Regions from separate parts of the Mus musculus genome. Here all the other regions are linked to region 2. The links are chromatin contacts, called in public HiChIP or PLAC-seq and promoter capture Hi-C maps. All regions are on one chromosome and are shown on one strand. Each heading gives the region's core, a stretch centred on a gene start, on an enhancer-like site or on the middle of the called end of the contact. The rest is flanking DNA. Distances are from core to core; before and after follow the strand shown. Region 1 holds the start of Kcna1 (potassium voltage-gated channel, shaker-related subfamily, member 1). Region 2 holds the start of Parp11 (poly (ADP-ribose) polymerase family, member 11). Region 3 holds the start of Fkbp4 (FK506 binding protein 4). Region 4 holds the start of Tead4 (TEA domain family member 4). Region 5 holds the start of Kcna6 (potassium voltage-gated channel, shaker-related, subfamily, member 6). Region 6 holds the start of Tulp3 (tubby-like protein 3). Region 7 holds the start of Nrip2 (nuclear receptor interacting protein 2).

What was found. Promoter capture Hi-C pulls out the DNA fragments that hold promoters and counts their contacts. HiChIP or PLAC-seq counts read pairs in DNA pulled down with a chosen protein or histone mark.
Region 1: a contact with region 2 is called in a promoter capture Hi-C map of embryonic stem cells, with 4 times the contacts expected there. The contact joins the promoter of Kcna1 here to the promoter of Parp11 in region 2. A contact is called at or near these places in 3 of 39 promoter capture datasets (embryonic stem cells, hippocampal neurons and stem cell-derived epiblast-like cells) and 1 of 484 Hi-C or Micro-C datasets (embryonic stem cells).
Region 3: a contact with region 2 is called in an HNF4G HiChIP or PLAC-seq map of pancreatic cancer cells. The contact joins the promoter of Fkbp4 here to the promoter of Parp11 in region 2. A contact is called at or near these places in 2 of 39 promoter capture datasets (cranial neural crest and pre-B cells), 1 of 115 datasets of contacts at active chromatin or transcription factors (pancreatic cancer cells) and 1 of 9 other capture datasets (adipose tissue).
Region 4: a promoter capture Hi-C map of hippocampal neurons shows a contact between it and region 2, with 3 times the contacts expected there. The contact joins the promoter of Tead4 here to the promoter of Parp11 in region 2. A contact is called at or near these places in 6 of 39 promoter capture datasets (the 3T3-L1 cell line, cranial neural crest, embryonic stem cells and 2 more) and 1 of 115 datasets of contacts at active chromatin or transcription factors (pancreatic cancer cells).
Region 5: a contact with region 2 is called in a promoter capture Hi-C map of stem cell-derived epiblast-like cells, with 2.9 times the contacts expected there. The contact joins the promoter of Kcna6 here to the promoter of Parp11 in region 2. A contact is called at or near these places in 2 of 39 promoter capture datasets (hippocampal neurons and stem cell-derived epiblast-like cells) and 1 of 115 datasets of contacts at active chromatin or transcription factors (embryonic stem cells).
Region 6: a FOXA1 HiChIP or PLAC-seq map of pancreatic cancer cells shows a contact between it and region 2. The contact joins the promoter of Tulp3 here to the promoter of Parp11 in region 2. A contact is called at or near these places in 3 of 39 promoter capture datasets (the 3T3-L1 cell line, 3T3-L1-derived adipocytes and pre-B cells), 1 of 484 Hi-C or Micro-C datasets (muscle stem cells) and 4 of 115 datasets of contacts at active chromatin or transcription factors (astrocytes, forebrain, memory CD8 T cells and 1 more).
Region 7: a contact with region 2 is called in a promoter capture Hi-C map of 3T3-L1-derived adipocytes, with 4 times the contacts expected there. The contact joins the promoter of Nrip2 here to the promoter of Parp11 in region 2. A contact is called at or near these places in 2 of 39 promoter capture datasets (3T3-L1-derived adipocytes and hippocampal neurons).

What each region holds. Positions count from the first base shown.
Region 1 is chr6:126,644,367-126,647,066 of GRCm38.p6, forward strand. It overlaps Kcna1 (potassium voltage-gated channel, shaker-related subfamily, member 1), which reads right to left and starts at 1,435. Exons shown (of 2, transcript NM_010595.3): 1 at 1-1,435.
Region 2 is chr6:127,452,238-127,454,937 of GRCm38.p6, forward strand. It overlaps Parp11 (poly (ADP-ribose) polymerase family, member 11), which reads left to right and starts at 1,390. Exons shown (of 9, transcript NM_181402.4): 1 at 1,390-1,585.
Region 3 is chr6:128,437,364-128,440,063 of GRCm38.p6, forward strand. Fkbp4 (FK506 binding protein 4) reads right to left here and starts at 1,293. Exons shown (of 10, transcript NM_010219.4): 1 at 1,043-1,293. The coding sequence starts at 1,147. Gm10069 (predicted gene 10069) reads left to right here and starts at 1,394. Exons shown (of 5, transcript NR_028593.1): 1 at 1,394-2,024; 2 at 2,152-2,333.
Region 4 is chr6:128,299,425-128,302,124 of GRCm38.p6, forward strand. It overlaps Tead4 (TEA domain family member 4), which reads right to left and starts at 1,389. Exons shown (of 12, transcript NM_011567.2): 1 at 871-1,389.
Region 5 is chr6:126,739,293-126,741,992 of GRCm38.p6, forward strand. Kcna6 (potassium voltage-gated channel, shaker-related, subfamily, member 6) reads right to left here and starts at 1,382. Exons shown (of 2, transcript NM_013568.6): 1 at 1-1,382. The coding sequence starts at 632. All of the region lies in intron 2 of Gm33581 (a long non-coding RNA gene), which reads left to right.
Region 6 is chr6:128,354,576-128,357,275 of GRCm38.p6, forward strand. It overlaps Tulp3 (tubby-like protein 3), which reads right to left and starts at 1,276. Exons shown (of 11, transcript NM_011657.2): 1 at 1,163-1,276. The coding sequence starts at 1,203. It overlaps Rhno1 (RAD9-HUS1-RAD1 interacting nuclear orphan 1), which reads right to left. Exons shown (of 3, transcript NM_001326585.1): 3 at 2,425-2,700.
Region 7 is chr6:128,398,363-128,401,062 of GRCm38.p6, forward strand. It overlaps Nrip2 (nuclear receptor interacting protein 2), which reads left to right and starts at 1,404. Exons shown (of 6, transcript NM_021717.2): 1 at 1,404-1,939. The coding sequence starts at 1,751.

The sequences.
Region 1 (2,700 bases), core at 185-2,684, 810 kb before region 2:
CGAGAGGCTCCGGGGCCCCTCGCGTTTCCCGTCCTTCTCCTCTCAGGAGTCCGATCGTTTTATCGAGCAGCTACGGAGGAAACGTCCGTACCCTACCCCCATCCTCACACGGTGCAAGCAACCTGGAGACGCTGTCCTCTCTCTGGGGAAGGGAGTCCCGGAGGATGCGGGGTGGAAAGACAAAAAGGCCACCTTCTCCGGAATCACCCAAGCAAATGGCGATAAGCTGCACTCTCGCCCCCCTCTGAACACTACGGGAGCCCTTGATTCGATCCCGAGGGAGGCGGGCGGCTCAAAGCCTGGCTCTACATGGCTCTCCGGTAACCTGCGCTACCACAGCACGGACCTCTCTCCGCGGCGCGCCGCGAGCCTTCAGCAGCTCCGAGTGGGGCAGGGAGCGTGCGGCCGCAGGTTCGCTCGGTCCATTTCTGGGCGCTGCAAGATCAGCAGAAACCTGAGAAAGCGCCTGGAATGCGGAGCAGCGATTGGCCCACCCGGGCGTGGGTTGGGGAGGGCGGGGGAGGGCAGGAGCGAGGAGGTAGATGGAAAATATGAGGGGGTGGTTTGGCAGAGGGGGGTTGTCATTCAGTTCCCATCCTTGCCTGCACAGCTTTTCTTCCGCCCCCCCCCCCGAAAAGCCCACCACCAACTCCTCTTTCCCGGCGGCCGGCAGCCCCTCCCACGCACGGCCCTCCGCTGCGAGCGACCTTCCCCGGGAATTTCACATTGGAGATGGTCAGGTCCGACGCAATGCAGGCGGTGGTGTCCCTGGCAGAACTCCTTGGACCAGTCTGCTTTAGATGCAGTCACACAGGCGATCTTGCTCCTGCATCTCGCTCCTCCGCGCCACCCCGCCTCTCCCCCAGAGGCCTCTCTGCTCAGCCCACCCTAGCCCCCCAACCCCACGCCAGCCACACTCCAAAGGGTGCAGTTTGGTAAGCGCTGCAGTTGAGGATCTCCGGGATTCATCCACACAGTGTTACTGGGAGAAGGTGGTGCCAAGTGTCTGTTTCACTTGAACCGAGGAGGGGGAGCTGAAGTTTTCTTACAGTCAGAATATTCTGAAATGCAGAGAATTTGACGGGAGGGGGAAGGGAGGCGGCGGGGGCGGACAAGCAAAGGTGTCGTGGATTTGTGGATTGTCTGCCAACTTGGTGCTAATTGGGACAAACGTGAGAAGCAAGTCGCCCAATTCGCTTCCTACCCTCAGTCCTGCCTTCCGAACCTCCCCACTCACCCACCCACCCAGTGGCCCTCTGCCGCTCAGGACCACTTTCTAGGCTCCGGACATATTCGCGCAAGGGTCACAGTGGCAGTCTGAGCAAGGGATATGCACCGCGTCCCCAGTGCCGCTGCACCTGGATACAGGCTGCACCGGAGGAGGCAGCCAGCAGCTCCAGTCCTTCCACCGCTGCGGAGCCTCTGAGGAGCCCCCAAGAATCCAGAGTCATCGCTGATTGGTTCTTGGCACGGCCTTGGTACCGCCCCTTCGCACCACCGCGGCTCGCGGCGCCTGCCGCCCACACCACCAACCTCTTTAATCAAAGTCAATGATCACATCCTCCTGGCTCTATTGTGGCTAGTAAGGCAGGGGCCTCTAGAAGGATCCCAGGGATACAGCTAGTTAAATTCCTCCTCCAGATTCAGACCCCAGCATTCCTTTCAGGGGGAAAAAAAAAAATAAGTGTTTGTTCGCTCCTCTCCTCCGGATTCCTAACCCTGCCTTTTCTTCCATGAACAGCGAGTTCTATTGCACAGTACTTCTTCCCACCTTAAACTCCACCCAGTGCACACTGGTCCCTCATCCCAGAAACTCCTTACCCCCCGCCCCCGCTCCTCTTCTGCACTGATGCTCCATTGGTGGAAAAATAATAATAAATGCGAGGCTCTGCCAAGAAATGTCAGGCATGATGGTTCGGTAGTCGCTGCAGCTAAAAAATCTCACAGTGAACCTACTGCATCAACATTTCCTTGCCTTGTCCCAGAGCTTCACTTCATCTTCCCTGCTCCGTTTTACTGCCCCCGCCCCGTCTTCCACTTCCTCCTTCCTGATCCTGAATTCTTGTTTCCTGTGCACGTCCTTGTCCTGATTCATCCCTTATTATAAGGAGATTGCCTAAGAAAAGTGTTTCAGATTACATAGCCTCCCAATTCAAAAATTCAGAGTTGTAAGTAACAGGATTACTGGATCCTCCCAAGTGGCTAATGTGATTAAAGCGGGACTTTGAACCTCCGAGGAACTGGACAAAAAGTTGTTGAGATGAGGATTCGGCGTTTTTCACATGAGTCCTCAGTTGCTAGGGGTCAGAAGGCCCTTAAACATTCAACAAAAGTTTGTTCTGCTTAGCTTTGGACCAGCCTTGTCCTAGCGCTGGGTGACCAGTGACATACAGTTCCACATCTTAGGGAGCTCACATTCAATGGGAGGCACAGAGTAAAGAAATAAACCCAGAATGTGTGTCCAGTACTAGGATGGGCTTCCAGATGGGAAAGACCTCTCTGCAGAGGGCTCATGGGAATCGGCAACCTGAAACACAGACCAATGGATAAAAGACAAATAGTTTATGAACAAACATGCAAGTCTTAACGCAACCAAAAGGTCATTGTGAACAGGAAGAAATAACAAGGAAGGTCATGGCAGGTGGACCATGGGACCCCTTAGGCTGGGAGGAAGAGGGCAACAGAAGGCATCAAAGGACA
Region 2 (2,700 bases), core at 140-2,639:
AAGATATCAGAGACCTAGGCAGGAGGGGCATAACTCAGTGGTGGAAGAGGTGTTTAGCATGTGTGAGGTTCTGGGTTCATATACCCAGCCCAGCCCGACTCCCGACACATGGCCTGAAATACAGGAAGAAGTGTGTTCTGGATGAGAACTCATTATTTTGAAAAAAACTGAAAAAGAAAATTAGGAGATATTTCTTATCAAAGAGCAAGTACATTAGGAATCTATACATTATAATAGCATGGCAAAGCATAGGAATAAGCAGAGGATTAGCAGATAAGAATATTCAGGAATATATGTATATATGCATATGCATGCAAATTTAGCAAATGTACTTCAAAGTAGTAAGAAAAAATAATTATGCTATGCAATAAGTATTTGGGCAACTGGTTAACCATTTGGCAACAATTTTTAGAATTTCTTATTGAACAGTATCATTTCTAAGAATTCGTTCCAAAGAGGTTAATGAATGTCTGAACAAAAATAGTGATTATAGTAATTTTTGTTACATAGTAACTTGTGTCTCTCACAGTAGATTATTTAAGATATGTGTGTAACATGTAAACTATGGAATGCTATAGTCTGAAGAAATAGATTCATACACATGGGAATGGAAAAATATATTAAAATGTAAAAAACAATCAGGTTCTGAATCTGTGGTCATTCTTTGACCTATTTTTAAAAATACACCTATAGTCTCACACTACTTCTTTGCCTTTAAGAATATTCTTCCATCGTACCTCTTTTGTGACCGGTGTAAGAACCTATTTGAGGCCTTAGCATTCAAGGCACTCAGGTAAACCTGCTTGGAAACCTCCATATTTGCCATGCTGTCTAAAATTTCACGTTTTTACATTCTTGCGTTTCCAAATTACTTTTTGCTTTCTTCTGTCGATTCTAAAATCCACGAGGACAGGGACAACATATTGGTCAGTGTTCACGTCCAAGCCCAGTGACACGTGGCCAATAGCTCCCTTTATTTATTTATTATTTTCTAGATTGCAAACACCTAAGCACCTGATTTCAGCAAGCTCATTTACACCCTCAGGTAGAACTATCATCACCTCCAATTCGAGGATGTTGCAAACAACAAAGAGGTTTGAAGCTTTAACCTTTAAGCCATTGGTCGAGTTGTGCTTCTCAGGCCTAGTACTTGGTTGGCCACTAAACTCGGTATAAGGTGATCTTTAATAAACGTAGGTTCTGCATGGAGGAAACGCAGCCTGCCACGCTTGACGATCACGTGGTGGGTATGATGGCCGGCTTCAAACAGCTTTACCACACAGGTAAAGGCGGCCCGCGACAGCACGCGCGGAAGTTCCAAGGGCGCCATAGAGGCGGAGCGAGTTTGCGGTGGGCGGGACCGCCACTGATTGGCTGGATCCAGGCGGAAGTCGGGAGGTTCGATGGTCCGAAGACGCCAGCTTGTGACGGGGAGGGGGAGAAGGAAGGCTTCCGTAAAGGGTGCCTTTCGGTCCTTTCGCTCCTGGGGACCCTCGGAAAAAGCCCACCATATCGACCCCACGGCTAGCCCCTCCCCCAGGCTCTCTCCGCTCGATTTCGCACCGTTATGTGGGAAGCGAATCCGGTGAGTAGCCGGCGGGACGGGGCGGGCCCAGTGGGCGGGGTTGCCTGAGAAGGGCGGGGAGGCGTTCCCGGGAACTCGCCCCCGCGGTGCCTCAGGCTGGGGGTTTGCGTTCCGGGGTCGTGGCTGTCCCGCTTCGCGGGGGCCTCCTGCGGGCCGTGGACTCGCAGCTTTGAGCCGTGGGAGCGTTCGGTGGCCGCTTCTACGCTGTTGCTTTCCTTTCCCGATTGTTGATTTTACTTCCGGGGGCTTCTCTGTCTTCGCTTTTTTCCCTCATTTTATATTTTGTATTCTGCTTTCCAGTTGAAGTTACTGGCTTTCGAACCTGCTAGTTCCTTTCGACCCCCGCACCCTCGTTGCTCCTTCTTTTTGGAGCTACAGAGCATGGAGGATCCTCTATATGAGTTTCAGGGGATGACGTTCTTAAATGTTTTCTTTCCGTGGTTAGAACAATGATCTGGAATCCTTTGTTTGCCTTCAGTAGGTCTTATGTCTGCAGGCATTTTTTTTTAATACTTGCTTTCATTCATTGGTTCGTTCGTTCATTCATTCGTTCGTTCATTCAAACTCCTACCCGCCATGAATGAGGATTCAGATCTATTTGTCAAGAGTATTCAGATCTTGTTATGGGAATGTAATAGTGAGAAAAATGTACGCTGAACTTAAAACTTCGGGGTCGATGGGCAGAATCGCATTTCAAGAAATTTGTGGACTTAGTTTGTGAAACTACCTCAGAAGCTGAGCTAACCATTAATTTGACTTCAATAACCCTCTAAGTCAATACTTGAAGTAACCCTTTTGCTTTCCCTCACAAAACCAGTAACCTACTTCCTACTTAAGTGTATTATCAGTTAAGTCTATCAGTAAATTTTCCCACGTCTGAAAGTTAGTACCTGATTAGAAATGAGCCCATGAATTGGGATTCAGTCCACATTGTAGTTCCATTCCATCCCATTCCATCATGACAGTTACCAGATAGTTTTGATTCATACACTAATACTGTCATCAGATCAGGGCAGAGGAAAGTATACGTTTGGATGTGATTTTAGCAAAATTGGGATAGCTGTTCATACATACACGCTGTTCACTGTTAACTATTAAGTGTCATCAGTATCCAT
Region 3 (2,700 bases), core at 43-2,542, 990 kb after region 2:
ATGGAACCCATCCTCTAAGGCTTCCTTGATAAGAATGTACAGGGCCCCGCGAAGGAATGGAGGATAAAAGAGGAACAGACCCCGTCTGGGAATCAGAACCTAGCGCAAAGGAGAAAGGGCCACATGTTCACGGGGAGCAGCAAGAGTTGAGGTAAAAAGCCAGGAGCATTTCTGGACCAACGAGGCTCCCTAAGGTCTCTGGTTTGCACAAGCCACACACACTAGAAACTGAGCAATGGGACTCACGGAGGAGAAACAATGGATGCAGGGAGACATGCAATGCAGGTTAGGATTTCACCGTCCTGGACTGCTGGCAGAACCTGCTCTGAAACGGCGTCCATTGTCCCGACCCGGGTCAGGGCGCCCTCCCCCTCGCTCCTCGGGCTATTTGCAGTCAGGCGATTAGTGAGCCGCTGGCTCTAAGGCAATGCACCTCCCCCCATGGCCAGCACCCAGTACCCCCCAACTCAGAAAGACTCAGGAGGGGCAGGCGAGGAACTACAGGTCCCGGCATGCATCGCTCTCGCTCTCCCCGGGCCGAGAAAGGGGGCACAGCATGGCCGAGCCCGTGACCTCGCTGGATCTCGGCGATTGCAAAAGGGGCGCAGAAAGGCACAAAGGGCTTTGGGCCAGGAACCTGCTCCCGGGAGCCGTTTCAGGTCCTAGCTAATGTTTAACTTTCAAGTGGGCGAGCCCTGGCGCACCTTCGTCCAGGTGGACGGCGCACGCTGCGGCCGAGGGGTTCCCGGGAGGCGAGGCCTGAGTCCCTCGGCGCGCCCGAGCCTCGTGCACCCCGCCCGGGCCCCCTGGCAGCGGCTCTCGCGCTCCGCTCCGCCCCTCTCAGCCGCACAGTGCAGCCGGATCGAGTTGGCGTTGCAGTGGGGGCTTCTTCCCGGACCCGGGCCGCACCCTCCGGAGCGTGCAGCCGCCGTGCCGTTTTCAGGGCTGCAGCCTGCGCAGGGAAGACGAATCCCCCCCATCCTCCGGCCGCGGTACCCCCAAGGCCCATGAGCCTGCAGCCGAGGACTCCGCGGCCCCTCACCTTGAGCACGCCCTCGTCCTGTTTGGGGCTGATGTCCACTCCTTCGAGAGGCAGGGGCGCCGACTGCGCCCCGTTCTCCGCCGCCTTCATCTCCTCGGCGGTCATGGCCGCTGGGCGCACCGTTGGCTGCGAGAGTGTGGCAAGCGCGAGCACGGCACTCTGGCCGCCGACCGGAGTGAGCGACGGGGCGGCGTGCGGCGGAAGGCGGCGCTGCCCACCTCGAACCGCGCTCCAGGCTCGCGCACCCGGCTATCCGCGCGCTCGCCGGCGGCGGCCGAGTGGGGTGACGCCGAGGGGCGGGCCTGGCGCGGCCCGGCCTGCAATTGGTCCCCTCCGCCTCGGGGGCGGGGCAGGGAGGAGCGGCACGAGCGGGCTGCAAAGGGGCGGGAGCGGAGAACTTTCTAGAGAAGCGGTTAAACGGGTTGAGGCTCTTGGACTGAGGGTACTGGAGTGGTTTGGTTTTTTTGTTTGTTTGTGTCGTTTTTGTTAAGATTTGCTTTTCTGGTTGATGGCCCCTAGGAGTGCCCTCCTCCTACACCAGGACCTCTGGGATCACAATCTTCCCTATGTCGTTCCGCCCCACCCCCACCCTTACCCCACCCCTCTGCCCGCGTCTAAGCGATTTTTCCAGATCCTTCTCTATCCTCAGGACTCCAAGTGGCGAGCCTCCCAAGTCCGGGCCTGCCTCGTGGCCGGCCCTGCTCACCCAGGCCCACAGCGGAATAGCTGGAGACAGGCAGTCAGATGTGAAGTGGCAAAGATCGGCCTCCCGTGATTGTGCCACAGATGCCCATGGTTCCAGGCGTGGGCACCTGAGCAGTGTGGGAAAGAGAGGTCGAGGGATTGAAAGTGTGGGCCCCGTAGGGACAGTTTCAGCCCAGGTGCACAGATCGGACACAACTTTGCCCTCCCTGCAGCCTGGCAGGCCCACCGCAAAAATGCCATGAGCAGATTTATAAGAGCCATAGACTTGTAAGTGGAGGTACGTGTGTTAAAATTCCTTTTCTCCCACCATACTAATCAGCCTTTTTTGGTTAGTACTGGCACACAAAATGGTTTCAGCTCACGCGAAAAAAAAATTTTTTCCCCCTTCCCCCTCTTTACTAAAGGTGAATAGGAAGGAAGGTTTTCTCAACCTGCTCGCTGCTCCTATGAGATGCCTGTGGAGTTCTGAGTCTGTGTGGCTAAAACCATGAAGTTCTGATTACCGGAACAGTGCTGGCTTGATGGAAGATCTGTCTGGAGAGGTCCTGACTCTGCCCAGCAGTTTAGTACCCAGTTATACAGCCTGGTGAGTGCTATCAGACCTGCCTATTGTATTATTGGCTTTGCGAGTTTTCATTCCAGTGTAATGAACTTTTTGTCTCTGTGTGCCCAGCATGGTGCTGTTCGTGGTCCAACGCAAGTGATGGCGTTTAAGTAGGCAATAAGCTAGTTATTATATGGTGCCTGCGAGATGGCTCAGTGGATGTTGGTGCTTTTGAAAGTCTTTAGACCTGGGTTTTATCCCTAACACCCACAGTATTGAGAAAACCCCTTCAAAGTTGTCTTTTGACATCCACACTTGTGCCCTATTATCCCTCCCAAAGAAGTGAAATAATAATAACCCTTATTATGATGGTTTAAGTATATTAGGTATTTTATTGTAGTCCCTTCTG
Region 4 (2,700 bases), core at 139-2,638, 850 kb after region 2:
ACCAGCAGTTCCCTAAGGATTTTGCCAGAACAGGATCCACACTCCCTCACAGAGACAGCTGCCTGGAAGGGGGCAGGTGTAGGCAGCTTCCTGCCAGCAATGCTCAACCCAGCAGGGATGGCAAGAGGGGCACCTCCAACTACTACTGTCAAATTCTCCCTGAACACAAAGAACTTGGAGACATTGTCCCCTGCCGCGGTTCTTCAGGAAGAAGTCAGAGCCAGAACCAACATCCTCAGAGCGAGGACTTGGAGAGGAGAGTCCTGGAGAGGAGGCATCGCACACCCACGCCCACTCCGACACTCGGGATTTCAGACAAGCACCTTCTTCAAGTAGCGATGCACACAGGGTCGCGTTTAGCACAAACAAATCCTCCTCCTGGAAGCAAGGTGAGTCACTGCGCACAGATATCTCTTCCTCGGGAACACCCAAAACTTAAGGATGCTGGCGCAGTAATACCTATCTTTGAACTCACTCACTGAATCGGACGGAGTGTGGGTGTGCCTGGAGCCCCCTGACACGTGTGTGCACCGCGGCGCGCGCCCCTGGGCTGCCTGCTAGAGTATAGTGCCTTGGAGTTTGGGAACTCCGGTCCATCACTCCCATCACTTCTCACCGTGGGGAGCAACGGCGTCTCAAACCCTGGGGACCTCTGCACAAGGTCCAGGCAATACACCTCCCTTATGGGCTCTCTTCTCCAGGCAGAAAAGTAGAAAAGGGCCTGGCTGAGGCTCGTTAGTCTCAACTTCAGCCGAGCGACCCTGCTCTGTCCAGCCCCTAGACTCCACCGCCCGCACGTGCCCCACTGGCCCCCTAGTGTTGCCCGGGACCACGCGGGACGCGGGTGTCCTCCGAACTCAGCAGCCTTACCGGTCCCAGGGTTCGGGAGGCGGGGTGGGAGAGCTCGGCCGGCTGCGGCAGGTCCACGCGGGGCGCCAAGTCTTCCAGCCGCGGCGACCGCTGCGGGGCCCCGAGCGCGTAGCTGAGGCCGGTCCCCACCCCCGGGACTGGAGTTTGCAGAGGAGCCCGGCAGGAATGCACGGAATGGGCGCTGGAATGAGACGCGCGCGGCTGGGGAGGGAGCGGAGGGAGTGGCGCTGCCACCCGCACCTTTGGGAGGAGACCGGGCCAGAGAGAGGCTGGGCTCCACGGCTGGGCGGAGCCCGGGAACCGCGGGCGGCCACGGGACAGGACACGGCGGAGACACCCGGGAACCCCGCGGACCCCTCGGCGCCTCTCGCCGCTCGCACCCACACCCCTTGACTCTGATCTACCGATTTCCCGCTCTCATCCAGCTCCCCACACCCCCGGGTTGCGTTGAGTCCTAACTGTCTCTCCACCACCTCCAGCCGAAAACCGTCCCCTCCGCCGGGGTGGGGCGCGCCTCGCTGCGCTCCTGGAGTACGCGGACAGGAGCAGGAAGGGCTGTTCCCTTCCCCGAGGCTGCTACGGAGGACACTCGCTCCGGGAGCAGGAAGCAGGAACTCCCGGCTCTGCTCCCAGATCCGCCACCGCTTTCCCTCGCCAGCCCTCCCCAACATCAGTCTTTCAGTTCTTTCCTTGTCCCTTGGGATCTGCAGAACTGTCACTTCTCAAAGAGCAGGAAAGGAGAGACCAGTCATGGGTCTACCGGATGCTGGGAGAAATAATAAAGATTAGGTCCCAGCAGTGGTTCATAGAGAGCTGGAACTTAGCTGGTTACCCAAGGTACAGGACAGAGTCGCCATGAAGTTAGAAGTCTGAGTTTTAAAGAAGGGTGCCAGATCAATTTAGGAGAAACACGTGAGCTCGGGCTGCGAGTCTTTAGAACCATTTGGCTTAAATCAGTTACTACCTAGCTCCCGCATTCACCTTGTCACTTTGAGAAACTTAAAATCAAAGAAAAGCCTTCACTATTCCCCAAAATCAAACAATCTCTGAAGCACTAGCATTAAGCTTTTATTGGTGTGGCTCTCCCAGCCAGAGCTGGTGAAACAAACTCGGGCCAGCAGTAAATCTCCAGAATTATCTTATCGTTTGCTCAACGCTAACAACGCAAGATGGAGATACACATACTACATGAGGGTAGGGTAGCACGGGGAGACGCTGAAAGAAAGTATTATAAATGTCAGGGTTGTGACCGAGAGAGGCGATCTAAAGAGTCCACGGAAATGCCAGCATCACCACGGGACTGAGTATCTATCCAGCCTCGCAAAGCGAGGACTTTGAAGGATGCAGCCCTCATTTGGATGTATAACTTCTGGTGAGCTTATTAAATGGTGAGTCATAACAAAGCCTGGTCACATCCCATTCACATGAAAAGAACATTGCAAGGCAGCAAGCGTATCTGTGAGCGTGAAGTACAGACTGTCCCACCACTTAATTGGACACTCCTTCATTGAACCTGGTACCAAGCTCAGTGCAGAAACAGACCCCTGCCTTCAAGAGGTTCACTGTCGAAGCCAGACAGTAGTTCATTATTGCAAATCCACATGAATTTGAGAACAAAACCAACAGAATTAATTCAAGGCACTGGGGTGACTTTCCCCAGTTTAATGTCTACTCCCTGTGTGTGCTAGGCAATGCTCTACCAGTGTGCTATGGCCCCAGCCTTGATTCCTTTTGGTTTCTGAGACTGAGTCTACTGAGTTAATCAGGCTGACCTTGAACTCTCTCAGCTGCTCTGGCCTCAGCCTTAGGAATAGCTGGAATTCCATTACA
Region 5 (2,700 bases), core at 132-2,631, 710 kb before region 2:
CTACCCTCGTTGCTTCCACCGCGCCCATCTGCACGGAATTGAGGCAAGGTCTCCAGGCAAAAGATGACGATGGAGATGAGGATGACCAATACTGAGACGATGGCGATGCCTCGGGCGGGCCCGGAACTCTCCGGGTACTCAAAGAGAAGCCAGACCTGTCGCTGGAAAGGCTGGGAGGGGAGTGGTTTCTCATCCTCGCCACCTTCGGGCAGGCAACCCTCATCCTCCCGGAAGGCCGCCAGGGCTTCCTCTCCCAACTGATAGAAGCGGATCTCTTCCATAAAAATGTCCAGGGGCACATTAACAGGCCTGCGCAGGCGACCTCCAGATTGATAGTAATAAAGGATAGCGTCGAAGCTGGGTCGGTTGCGGTCAAAGAAGTACTCGTTCCTCAAGGGGTCAAAGAAACGGACTCTGCGGCCAGGGTCTCCTAGCAGCGTGTCAGGGAACAGCGACAGGGTGCGCAGCTGCGTCTCGAAGCGCAGCCCGGAGATGTTGATCACCAACCTCTCACTACTACAGCAGCCGCCGCCGCCCTCGGCCTCCTGGAACTCACCCGCATCCTGTTGCTCCCCCTCCGGCCCACGGACCTCCCCCGGCGCCGCCAGCGTCAGGGATTTCTCCGATCTCATGTCACCTCGGCGGTGCGCTCCCCGCCACTAGGACGGCGCCCACGACACGAGCTCCAGAGAGCGGCACCCGCTTCACAGCTTCGGCTGTGCCCTCCTTTAGGGTGGGGCCCGTGCTCTGACCTGGCGGTTAGGTCGGTGAGCCCTGCAGCTGGTCCCTCTGCCAGGCTAGGTCTGGGAAGTGGCTCTGGCTCTCAATAGCCGCGCCTCCGTGCTCAGGATTTCTGAGATGCCTGGAACCCGCAAACTGTCGCGCGCGTGAAACTGGCTGCCCGAAAAGACGCGTGGCTTAGCTCTCGATGGTGCCTAAAACTGGGCTCAGGACCCACAGGTCCGCCCTCCAGACCTGCTGGCTCTCACCAGGTCCTACTGCGCTTCTCCAGCTGCACACGACTCTGGGTTGCCGCTGGTACCTAAGCGCCAGATGCGCCTCCCTCTGGCTCACCAAAGACTCCTGCCCGGGCTCGGCCTCCGCCTCCGCCCTACGTCCACCACCGAACTAGGTCTGGCCAAGGTCGCGATTGCAGCCGCCACCTTCTTCCCCAGGAGCTAGCTGTTCTAGAGGCCTCGGAATCGCCCTGGGCCTTCCCGGGCGCCGAAGCGCGGAGACCCACCTCCCCACCGCTTCAAGCCTTGCCTGCACCCGCAGCAGCCCCAGCAGCAGCAACAGCAGCAGCAGCAGCAGCAGCAGCAGCAACAGCAGCAGCAGGCTCAGCTCTCAGCTCTGCCCTTCCTCCTTAACACACTCTCCAAGTGACGTGGCAGGCCCCGCCTGCTGCCCACCCCACTCTCACATCACACCCCTTACCCAGTCAGGGGCTGCAGCAAGCCTGGATGCTGGGGAGAGATGTGTATACTTGCCTCCCCAGTAATCTTTCCCGCGCTCTCCTGGCATGCCTCTTGCTTTCTCACATTCACACGCACGCCCCCACCCCCACCCCAACCAAGCCGCAGTATCCTAATAACACACCCACTCCATCTCTCCATAGTCATCTCTTCTCGTTTCTGTTCACCGAGCTGACCTGCTCAGTGTATTTCAGCAAAAAGAAATCACATACGCTGGCCCACAACACACCCCTGCCCAATAAGCTATACACAGCACCTGACCCCTCCACAGCTATTTACTTGGGGGGGTCGGGGGGGGACAGGAGAGGGAAAAATCCATGTTTTTTATATCCATGAAGACATGTTTGCCATTTTCAACCTCTCCTGGGGGGGGGGGGAAGATGAAGTATTTTTAAATGTCTTGAGAGCTTTCCATTTAGGCTGTGTCCCAATGTTAATTCCCCATCAGACTCTCACTTTTGCAACCTGGAAAGGCAAGGCTGCAGCTCTCTTTCAAGGCGCAGTGATAGTAAGAGGGGAGGAAAAGCCTGCCCGTGCCCAGTGCTCTCATGGAGTCCTGAAGACGTCCACCATCATCTCCATGAAAAAGCACCAGAAGACTATGATATTGAAGAAACACTATATACAAGGAATAGCAGCCAAGAATCTTTGCTTCACGCCTCCTTTGGAGAAAAAAAGAAGAAAAGAAAAAAGTAAATAAAAAGATTCTGCAATTTATACTTATCTGTGTCAAGAAAAGGGAGGAAAGGAAAAACAAAAAGGAGGTAGTCAAAGTGTCAATAAACAATGTAGCTATGTGTGATGAGCATCTAATAAACACATTTTAGTTGCTTTACCAGAAAGATGGCCTCCCCTTCTAGGCCATAGAGTCTCATTTGGTAGGATTTGAATGGGACAAACTACTCTGCCTCTCTTAGAATGCCAAAAAGATTTTCCATCCATTCTCCCAAAGGCTTCCTCCCTAGATCACGTGGATGAAGTCGCTGGATGGTGCACCTGGTTTCAGACTACCAGGTAGCTTGCTCTTGACTTGCCGTGGCCACAGTTGATTGGCTGGCAACGGCCAGTGTTTCTTCATAAGAAAGAGCGTCCGTAGGATAAGGACAGTAATGGCACATAAGATTCTCTCAAGCCATGAGATGCATGTATGGGTTTTTAGCCATACGATCTAGACAGACTGTTTTTAAACCACAGCAGTTTTCACAGCAGGTGCTCCCAGAGGGAT
Region 6 (2,700 bases), core at 26-2,525, 900 kb after region 2:
GAACGCGATATCATTTGATTTCAACCGGATACACGCTGAATTCTAACTTTCCTACCCCGACCTTACCCTTGTAAATGGATCTTCGGTTCCCAAAATGGAGAAGTTGTAAACAAATTTCAGAGAGCAGCTATCATGTTTATAGAATTTAGTTGATGAAAGATTAAAACAGGTGACGCCTTGGGAGGCAGAGGTAGGGGGCAAATGTTCAAAGTCCTCCTTATTAACTTATTATTAAGTTTCAGGGAAGCCTAGTCTGGATGGGACCCACGGGGGGTGGGGGGGTCGCTATTCCGTCTTTATAACTTTGTAAAATATGGTTTCGGATCAGTTAAAAACCAGTTTAAACGTCAGACCAAATCCTAACACGCCAAGCCTTTATCGCTGTGGTAATGGAATGGTAAAGGAAGAATGTAGTTGGCGTGTTTGATTTTAATCCTCACACCATGCCAAAGTTTTGAGCCAGTGATTTCACACGGCCCCCCATTAACTTTTCGTTAGCCTAGCTGACAAGAAATGAACAGGCTGAGATTGCAGCCCGTTTGTCTTTCCAAGCTCACCATGTGAACCAGGCAAAAAGAGGGGTATTGGTAGAAAAGCCAGGGGCACGAGCAAGAGTACGGATCAGTCTAAACTAAGTCCTGATTGAAAGAACTGCTAGAACTCAGGGGAAGGAAGAAAGAAGAAAAGAACAGTTTTGCATTTTCAGCTCTCGGACTCGTTCCAGAATTCCGCAATGACTGCCAAATGCAACGGCCTTGGAACCAATTAACCATCACTCGCGACCTTCCGCGTCGACTCCCAAGAGTGCCCTCCTTCCAGCTCAGTTCTGATCCTACTCGTGAAAGACATGGGGGAGGGCGAACGCATTGCAAGTAAGGGAATCGAGACCCCAGGGGAGCAGGGCGAGCTGGTCCAGGGTAAACTCCAGGGGAGCGGCTCAAGAGTGCTGGCGGCACGGGATGCACAGCGCATTGCAAATGAGGGAATCGGAGGCCCTTGGGGAGTAGGGTGAGCAGGTTCGGGGTAAATTCCAGGAAAGAGACGCGAGAGCGCTCTGGCGACGCGGGGTGTGCAAAGCGCCTGCTCAGCTGGGGACCCGATCTTGGCCTCCGCTCTTGCCCGCCCACCCTGGAGACCCCAGCCCGCCCCACCGCCGCCTGACCTGTCCCCGCGGGGTCCGGGTGCGCAGCGCGCCGCCTCCATACCCGCCCGACCGGTGGCATCAGCGTCCAGACCCCGAGACGCCGCCGCCCGGCTGGAGAGGATGGAGGAGATCGGGCCCCGCCCCTGACAACCACACCCCGCACTGTCGCCGACGCCCATTGGTCCAGTGCCCTACGCTCCCCTCTCACTGGCAAATGGCGTTAGCCATGATGCTGGAGGGTTTCCAGGGGGCGGGAGGCACCGGGAGGCGAAGGCGCGTGCGCTAGATCCGGGAGCAGCCCCCCGGGGTTGGGTCGGAAGAGTCTGCTGCTCCATTCCACCGCTCCGGGACTGGCCCCCACAGAGCGATCCCCAGCACCCCTCTGTGGCACCGAGAACATCCAGGCTGCTGCCTTGGGTTTTCTACTCTTTATCACCTGAAGCCTCAGCATCTGACCACCGACTCTGGGATAGCCGAGGCCTTCAGCCTCCCAAACCAGCCTTTGCCCAAAGCCCGACTGAGGGATCCCTACCTGGGGACCTTCAGCAAATGTCCTTATTTAGTGAGGGTAGCAGCTAAGCTGTCCTCTCTGCAGTAAATCATGCCTCCAGCCATCAATGCCTTTGTGGCTTTGGTCCCTATAGGACTTTATGACCAGAACTATAGCATATAAACTTAATTAGTAAGGCCAAAGTCACACTGATGTTGAATCCAAAAATTCACTTAAAAAATAATGTATTTATTTTGAGACAGGATTTCACTATACTATCCTCGGTTGGTCTGGAACTCTGAGATCCTACTGCCTCTGTCACCCTAGTGCTAGAATTAAAGGCATGTGCCATCGTGCCCTAGGCTATTATGTGTATGTTTCACCTATGTGTATGTCTGCATATCATATGCATCCCTGGTGCCCAAGGCTGTCAGATACCCCGGAACTGGAGTTACAGATGGTTGTGAGTCACCATGTGGGTGCTGGGAATAGAACTCGCGCCTCCGGGCATCCAGGGCTCATAACTGCTGAGCCACCTCTCCAGGTCCCAGAAATTAATTTTTGAAAACTAGGGAATATGATACCTGCACACATAGGCTAGGAAAGCATTGCACTCACTTAGCCCCTCTCCCTGTGGGACTCTGGATTGCTCCTTTGTGTGTGTGTGTGTGTGTGTGCTACAAATCTTCACTCATAAGCTCTGCTTGGTCTAGAAAGGGCTAGTGCTAAATGAGTAGGGTTGAAAGAGATGCTATTTGAATGAGTAAGAGGACCACTGAGACAGGCACATCCACACTACCCACACTAGAGTGTGAGCTTCCACTTTATGTACACATAGGATAAGTTACTGATAGGAATCCATTTCTCCACCACATGTGATAGCGTCATATTTCTTCCACTGTAAACACATCTCAAAACACAAACCTAAAGTACTCATCCGTCCCCTAGCTCTCTGACCCCATCGTATTCACCAACACAGGCCTGGCTTGGGACCCTTTGAGCCAAGGCTGTCAACCATTAAAAACCAGAGCTCTCTCTTGATTTTCTCCAGTCGCTGAGCCTCACA
Region 7 (2,700 bases), core at 154-2,653, 950 kb after region 2:
CTGGCCTCCAACTTATAGAGATCCGTCTAGCCTCTGCCTACCAAGTGCTGGGATTAAAGGCATGCACCACCACTGCTGGGCTAGCAGTAAACACTCTTAAGTCCCAAGCCATCTTTCCAGGCCCTTCTTTTTATTTTAATTTTTTGTTTTGTTTTTTATTTATTAATCTTTTTGTTTATATTTCAAATATTATCCCTCTTCCTTGTCTCCTCTCCATGAACCCCCCTCCCCTTTGCCTCTAAGAGGGTGCTCACCCCACTAGCATCCCCCTTCTCTGGGACATCAACCCTTCTTTTTATTTTTATTTTATGTGTATGGGTATTTTGCCTCTGTGCATATGTACATGTATATGTATATATGTACCACGGGCATGTCTGGTGCCATGGACCCCCTGGAACTGGGGTTACAGATAGTTGTGAGCTGCAGACAGTTGTGAGCCACTATGTGGATGCTGGGAATTGAGCCCTGGTCCTCCAGAAGAGCAGCCAATGCTCTTAGCTACTGAGCCACCTCTTCAGCCCCCTTCTTTTTATTTTTAAGATTTCACTAAATTGGACTGGAGAGATGGCTCAGCGGTTAAGAGCTGCTCTTAACTGAGGTCTCTTAACTGACTGCTTTTCCAGGGTCCTGAGTTCAAATCCCAGCAACCACATGGTAGCTCACAACCCTCTGTAATGAGATCAGATGCCTTCTGGTGTGCCCAAAGATAGATGCAGTGTACTTACATATAATAAACAAATTATATATATATATATATATATTTCACTAAATTGAAAGCCTGAGAGTGAACTCACACTGTAGTCCAGGCAGGCCTTGAATTGTGATCCTCCTGTCTCACCTTCCCAAGTAGTTGGGATTCTGATGGGAGAGGACCAAGGTGAGTCACAGACTAACCCAGTTGGAGAGATGTATTAGGCCCAGAACATTCCCAGAATTCCTCATCATGGAATCACTGGGACTTCAGCGTCTAACAGGGAAGATCTCAGAGGTGAGTATTACTAGAACGTTCCTGATCTCTTTGCAATTCGAGAGAGATATTGGGACTGACAGGGAGAGGCCAAGCAAGGAGGGTGGCTGATGGCAGATGGAGGAGAGGTGGGGAGGCCACTCTCATACTGTCCCTCTCTGGCCAGCACCTCAAACCCTAGTAGCAAAGGACAGCAGCATGAGAAAAGAGCTGGGTGGCTGACTGTTCAGAGACTGGAAGGGGACAGCAGAGCCGGTCCACAAAACACAAGAGACAAGGGACATGCATGCCTGCTTCCCCACACATACCAAACATGCGCCCCCACACAATGGCACTCACCTCTCTCTGATGACTTGGCACAGCCTCCTGACAGTTTACAACACCCGCGTGCGCGCGCGCGCGCACACACACACACACACACACACACACACACACACACACACACACACACAACCATCCACCACCCACTCTGAGCAGGACCCCAGAGCTGCAGGCTTTGCAGCCTACCAGCTGCAGGCCCTGCTCGCCCTCCCTCTCCTTTAGGGCTGGGTTTTTCCAGCCGGAACCTCGCTCCCTCTACTGCAATCTCTGGAAACTGGTGTCTGACGCGCTGCTCTCGCCTATTATTTATTTATTTCTTCTTTTCTTCCTGCTGAGACCCTCCTGTCAGAGGGAGAGCCGCAGTCCGGAGACAGAGAAAGGCAGAAGCTATAGGGGGAGCTGGGAGCAAAAAGGAGGTGGAGAGAGACTCCCATACACCCTGTCTGCTTTCCACAGAAGACCATGAGCACCGGGCAAGAGGCCAGGAGAGATGAGGGAGACTCCAGGAAAGAACAGGAAGCTTCGCTTCGGGACCGAGCCCACCTGAGCCAGCAGCGCCAACTCAAACAGGCCACCCAGTTCTTGCACAAGGACTCGGCTGACCTGCTGCCCCTGGACAGCCTCAAGAGACTCGGCACCTCTAAGGACCTGGTAAGGACCCTGACCCTTTCTCTCCTCTTCTTCATATCCTGTGTTTGGGGTGAAGGGAGGTGGTCTAAAGGGCAGAGCCTCAATCTTCAAATTTCTTTCTCCTGTTGAGATGGGAAAGATGTTTCTGCCAACTTGCAGCCCCCCAATCCTCCCCAGATCCTTCATTGGGAATGTTTCTTGGCCTGGTGGCAGTGAGGGTCCCTGGGCTCATAACTCAGCTTCCACCGTTTTCCCCCCTTAAAGCCCAAGGCTATCCTGGGGTAGTGGAGAGTCATGTTGTTCAGCGCAGCCTAGAGGACCCGGGATTCCCAGGGAATGGACACATAAGGACAGTAAGGCCTAGAGGATCCGTCACCCCGGGGTTATGACTCCTACTTCTAGATTCCTTCAAAGCTGCCCACGAATTTGCCCCATTCCTCAGACCTGCCCCCACTTTTGCCCTTTCCCCCCTATCACCCACTTACTGAGGGTCTCCTGGGCAATCAGGGGTTCATATGGCTCTGACCTGGACCTGTCTGTGTCCTTATGTCCCTTCCTCCCAAACCACTGCAGCAATTTTGGCCCCCCAGAGGGAACAGGCCGAGGGTGACAATGAGGAGGTAAGGGGGGCTAGGGTCAGCGTGCAGTCTTTGCCCCCAGGGATATAATGGTTAAGAGCACGGGCTTTGGAACCACCTTGCTTGGGACCAAATTCTGGCTGTAATTTGGAAAGTTGTCTCTGTGCCTTGTTATCTCCATCTGTTAGAAAGGAATAAAGTTGC